2 separate regions of the Canis lupus genome follow, and region 2 is linked to region 1. Evidence: chromatin contacts called from public Hi-C data. All regions are on one chromosome and are shown on one strand. Each heading gives the region's core, a stretch centred on a gene start, on an enhancer-like site or on the middle of the called end of the contact. The rest is flanking DNA. Distances are from core to core; before and after follow the strand shown.

The links. Hi-C and Micro-C count contacts between places; a contact is called where the count stands out from the background.
Region 2: a Hi-C map of skin fibroblasts shows a contact between it and region 1, with 2.0 times the contacts expected there. The contact joins the promoter of KYAT3 here to the promoter of GBP6 in region 1. A contact is called at or near these places in 4 of 9 Hi-C or Micro-C datasets (amygdala, blood and skin fibroblasts).

The regions. Positions count from the first base shown.
Region 1 is chr6:59,667,562-59,670,535 of UU_Cfam_GSD_1.0, forward strand. GBP6 (guanylate-binding protein 6) reads left to right here and starts at 1,598. Exons shown (of 11, transcript XM_038541447.1): 1 at 1,598-1,769.
Region 2 is chr6:59,926,273-59,929,246 of UU_Cfam_GSD_1.0, forward strand. KYAT3 (kynurenine--oxoglutarate transaminase 3) reads left to right here and starts at 1,387. Exons shown (of 14, transcript XM_038541452.1): 1 at 1,387-1,444.

The sequences.
Region 1 (2,974 bases), core at 348-2,847:
AGAACACACAACAGTCCAAAATCCTTGGGATGCAGAAAAAAAAATTTTTTTTAAAAAGATTTTATTTATTTGAGAGAGAGAGGGAGGGAGAGAGCATAAGCAGGAAGGAGGGGCAGAGGGAGAGGGAAAAGAGACTCCCCACTGAGCAAGAAGCCTGATGCAGGACCCGATCCCAGGACTCTGGGATCATGACCTGAGCCAAAGGCAGACTCCTAACTGACTCAGCCACCCAGGTGCTTCCAAAAGTGGTTTTAAGAGGGAAATTTATAGCAATGCAGGCCTACCTAAAAATCAAAAAACAAACAAACAAAACACTTAAATGAACAACCTAACTTTACACCTAAAGGAACTAAAAAATGAACAACAAAAACCAGTAGAAGAAAGGAAATAATATATAATAAATAATAAAGATTAGAGCAGAAATAAATGAAATAGAAACTAAAAAAAAACAATAGAACAGATCAATGAAACTAGGAGCTGGTTCTTTGAAAAGATCAATAAAAATGATAAACCTTTAGCTGAACTCACAAAAAACAAGAGAGGACTCACATAAAATCAGAAATGAAATAGCAGAAATAATAAATGACACTTTCTTGAAAAGTTAAAAACAGAATTACTATATGATCCAGTAGTCGCACTATTGGCTGTTTAACCAAAGAATACCAGAATACTGATTCAAAAGGATACACGCACCTCTATGTTTATTGCCGTGTTATTTACAATAGTCAAATTATGGAAGCAACCCAAGTGTCCATCAACAGATGAACGGATAAAGAAGAGGTGGTATATACATAGAATGGAATCTTATTCAGCCATAAAAAGAGTGAAATCTTGCCATTTGCAACAACACGTATGCATCTAGAGAGTATAATGCTAAGTAAAATAAGCCAGAGAATGACAAATAACATATGATTTCATTCGTAAGTGGAATTTAAGAAATAAAACAAATGAGCAAAGGGAAAAAAAAGAGACAAACCAAAAATCAGACTCTTAACTATAGAGAACCAACTAATAGCAGAGGGGAGGGGAGTAGGGATTGGGTGAAATAGGTGAAGAAGATTAAGAGTACCCTTGTCTTGATGAGCACTGAGTAATATATGGAATTGTTCAATCACTATATTGTACACTAATATCATACTGTATGTTTACTCCACTGGAATTAAAATGATAAAAATAGCAAAAATAAACATATCAGTCAAGAAAAACAAGGAAATTCTAAAAGGTTTGTTCAATTTGCATTGACACTACATAATAGGGAACATATTTAAAATGTTAAAAGCTCTCCACTGACAAAAGAACCCAGGAAGTCCCTCTAAGAGAAACATAATTGAAATAATCTTGCTTTCTACAATCTTGCTTACATTTGTGCCATGCATTTTCTATGTCTCTTGTGTTCTAAGGAAACTTAAGCCAGCTGAGAGAGACATATAAAGAAGTGAAGCCAGCAGAGCCTTCCAAGATGGGGAAGACAAAAGAAAGCTGATGAAATGTATTTTCTAAGATCTGACTGTTGAGCAACTGTGGGGTTTCTCAATGCCCTCTTACTGTGTACTGAATATCCAGATTCATGCTCTAGTCTGGTGATTCAGGGTGCAGGAGTTACTTTTACTTTCAATTTCAGTTTTAACACATTAGAAGGTAGAAATTTATAACTTGCTCAGTTTTTTCCAGCTTTTATAAAGGAAGGAATAGAAGGTGGAAGGAACAAGTGAGCAACCAGTGAGCTGCGGAGAGCTAACTGTTCTTGGACCCCTGGTGCTGCAGAGAAGGCAAGTACATCTTCTTTTATTGGCAACACTGTCTTGAGCTCAAGATTTGATTTCTGATTTCAAGTGACAGTGAGGAATGGGCAGGAAGGGCAGGTTGCCTTTTGTCTGGCCCACCAGAGTCTGTGGCTGGCTTTAGTTTTGGGGAAGCTCAGCTTCTCCATTTGAAATGGGAGCTGCTGCAAAGTGATAGCCAAGCACACCAGGTCTCCCTGGGTGTGCTGTTTCTGGAACAATGTCAGCTCAGGGCAGCAGCAACTGGAGTGCAAAGAATTTCATGGGAGCCTCCCTGATTGACTCTTAGCAGGCTCTGTGACAGGCACTTAGAATTCACAGATGAGACTGTGCCCCTCAAGGAGCTGATAGGCAATGATAATCTAAAGAGATAGTTTCTTTCTAGTATTTCTACTAGTCATACTTAAGAAAGCTTCAGATTGAGAGTTACAGAACTCTCCATGCAGGAATAAATTTAGTTCCCACACCGCTGATCTTTATTAGTTAAAAATATCTATTTTTGTCAAGTCCGTCTGTTTCTTTTTCCCTGCCCCTCTCTGGTGTTTGTTGGTTTATTTTTCATAGAAACATCAGAGTCACCTGTACCATTTGTTAAACGTATAGAATCTGGGTTTAACAATTTCACCGGGTGATTCTTAATGTAGTTTAAATTTTGAAAACCAGTCCTGAATAGGATTGAATGGCTGCACTTTGTAAATTTGAAGTTAAAAGCTCTGTGGCTCATTCACAGCTAAGAAACCACCAGCTGTTTTCATAAAGTTGTTCAGTTGTTCCTGTTACGTCTCCTTCAGCTTCCTTTAATCTTACCTACAAAGAAGGGATTTACAGTTCCAGTCACTATAAGGTAGCTGTTTGAGGCTTCTTTTGCTTTGTTTTGTTGTTTGTTTTTATTGAAGTTCAATTTGCCAACATATAGTATAACACCCAGTGCTCAGAGGCTTCTGTTTTACCCTGGTGCTCTTTGCTCCCCACATTGAAGAATCAGACAAAAGGTGGTGGGACAGGAGCAGTGTATTTGAACTTGCTTACCATTCTGACCTGACAAAAAATTTACTTGTAGACCTTGTTTTTTAGCAATCTACAGTTTGCAGTGTTGAAATGCATAGCCCAGGGGCACCTGGGTGGCTCGGTGGTTGAGCATCTGCCTTTGGCTCAGGTTGTGATCCCAGGGTCCTGGGATTGAGTCCCACATC
Region 2 (2,974 bases), core at 137-2,636, 260 kb after region 1:
CTTCATCTATCCTCTAGCCTTCTCAAAATAGGACAGGAAGAAAATCTAATTGGGAAAGCTGATTCTTCACACAAACTGCTTTGGTTAGCACCGCCTCCCCCAAAGGACAGGTGGTGTCCTTTTCTCTTTGGCGATTTTTTTCTCCACCTTTAATATGTCATGTGTTTTCTGTTGTGCCCAAGATTGCAAATCTGAGAAACCACCAAGGAGCTGACACCGATGCAAGTACATGAGGGTTTACTTACAAGCTTGAGCTTGGGTCCAAGTATACTCCATACAGCAGAGCAGGGGCTTGGACCCCAAGACTAAGAAGCACAGCAGTGTTATAGGGCCCAGTGGCCAATGAGATTGTAACCTACGCAGAAAGTTGCACAGTCATGTTGGTCCACATGCAGGTGGCCAATTGAATGACGATTCACCCTATAGTGACCCTTTGAACTAGCCTATTATTCTGGTTAGAATTGGCTCGCAGGTTTGGTGGGCAAAAGAGGGGTTTTCATTCCTTGTCTGGTTAAAGGTTAGAGGATTCCTGTGTGTGCTAGTTTCTGATAAGGGTGTGCTTAACAGCTAAACTAGGGGGACGGAGTGCCTTAAACAATAGGCAGGTCGTGTGGGTTTTTTTTTTTTTTTTTTTTTTTATGATAGTCACAGAGATAGAGAGAGAGAGGCAGAGACATAGGCAGAGGGAGAAGCAGGCTCCATGCACTGGGAGCCCGATGTGGGATTCGATCCCGTGGGGGGTTTTACATGAGATGGCGGGTGTAGCACAGAATGGAGTTAGTCCTGCTCTGCTTGTCCAGGGGTAGGGGATTTTTGTTAGATTTCCTGGGTCCCACATTTTCCTCCTTCAGTGTCACACCCCTAACCTTTCTTCTCAGTTCTCTAATCAAACTGATTTTTTTTCTCTTCAGAAATGTAAATTCCTGCTTTTTCCCTCCCCCATCACAGGCCATGTAGACGGTACAACCCCCTGTCCACGTTCTCTTTAGGCTCGCCCTGTCTCAGGCACCCTCCAACATCATTCTATCTACAACCCTTCCCTGCCCTAAGCGCAGTGCCCCACTTTGCTTTGTCCTATAACCTCCCCCAACCCAAACCGGGACCCACATCTGCTCAGTGCCCCGGGGCTAGTCTTCACGCCCCACCCCCTTGCCCAGACCTGCCGCTACCCCACCTACGGCGCGCGGCCCGGGAGCGCCCCCTGCAGGGCGCTGAGCGTGACCCCGTCCCCCGCGGCAGCGCCTTGCCCCGCCTCCCGCCCACCGCCCACCGCCCACCGCGCACCCGGGCCACCCGCCCCGCCCCCGCGGCCGGCGCCTCAGCCAATCCGCGCTCCGCGTCCGCCCAGGCTCCGCCCCCGCGGCCGAGCCCCGCCCCCGGCCCCGCCCCCGGCCCCGCGGCGCAGAAGGGCGGGCAGCGGGGAGGCGAGGCGGGTGCGCAGGAGGTGAGTGGGGCGCCGGGTGGGCGCTCGGGGCCGGGGCCCGCGGAGCCTGGCGGATCAGGCCGGGCAGGCGGGAGGCGGCCGGAGGGGCGCGCCTGGCGGGATCCCCTTGAGGAGCCGGACTCGCGCTCGGGAGCCGGCGGCATGACCCGGGTCGGGCCTCGGAGGGCCGCGGGGGCGCTGCAGGGCGTCGGCGCTGGAGTTCACCGTCCTCAGGACAGGAGGTGGGCCTCCCAGGGCGCGGGCCTGCACCCGGTCATCAAAAAAAAAAAAAAGAGAGAGAGCTTTGCGCCCCCATTTTACAAGCCTGGCATTTTGGAAACCCCGACTCCGCTTCATCCCTAACCGGGATTCCTAATAAAGGAAACGGAGGCTGTTGGGCCGCGTAAGTGAACGTGGAGACCTGAGGGGTGCGCGTGCAGCGAGCAGAGCCGCCCCCGCCGCCGCCCTCCGCCCGCCGCCCGCCGCGAGGGCGACCCCGAGGCCTGCCCCCCCCGCCCCCCGCGACGACGTGGGCGGCTCGCTCGCTTCCACAGCCGGCGCCCGCGGTGCAGGTGTCACCTGGAGCTGTGCAGGAAGCTCGTCCCTTCCCCGCAAGCCGCAGCCGCGTCTCCCCCTGGGCTCGCAGCTGTCCACGAGCCCGCGTTCACCGAGCGGCCTTCCAGCAGGTCGCGGGCCTGGCTCCGTCAGCCTGGCTCCGGCCAAAGACGGCTGATTCTTTCCACTCTTGCCCCAATGACATGACTTTGAGGCTTATCGTTCCCGCTGTGTTTCCCCCAGCCAGCGCCTGTTCACCTTCTAGATGCCATCTGTTGCACCGGTGAACCTTATAAACACTCTAGAAGCGGACGGGCAGGGAGAGCCTAAAGGAGAAGTGATCTTTGCTCAGACTGTTAACAGCGTGGGCTGTGCGTTAATTAGCGTCAGCCTTTTTTTTTTTTTTTTTTTTTTTTTTTTTTTGCAGTCACTCACCTTAACCTTCCTTGAGCTCCCGACCCACTCGAGTCTGCTTAAGTGAACAGTATGCTCTGGAGTGAAAATAGCCACAGGAATGGTGCCAGGTCACTAGTTTCACAATTTGGAGGTGAGGGTCCCTTGGACCTCCCCACAGCCTGGTTCGAGACCGGCCTCCTTGTGGAGGACCCACTCCGGGCCTACTGCGGGGAGAGTGGCCACCTCGCCGTGACCCCATCAGTGAAAGGGGCGTGCAGTAACCTTCTAAGTGCCTACGTGTGTGTGACTTATTGGGTGGCCAATTCTGGTAAAGCTGTCAGGATGAACATGTGATTCTTTCTTTTAAATGTTAAAGATTTTTATAAAGAAAAAAAAAAATCAGATTACCTAAATCTCTTCCTACCTCTCCTGTGCAAAGTGCCTGTGCAAAGTGGTTATATTTAAATTGATCATTTGAGTTCAAGGCCAGAGTTTCAAACTTGGTACAATTCATTTTGACTGTTTTGCTTACACTGTAGCTGTGGTTTCTGTGCCCCAACAATTCACCAGCCTTCTCAGCTTCTGCCACACATACCTTCT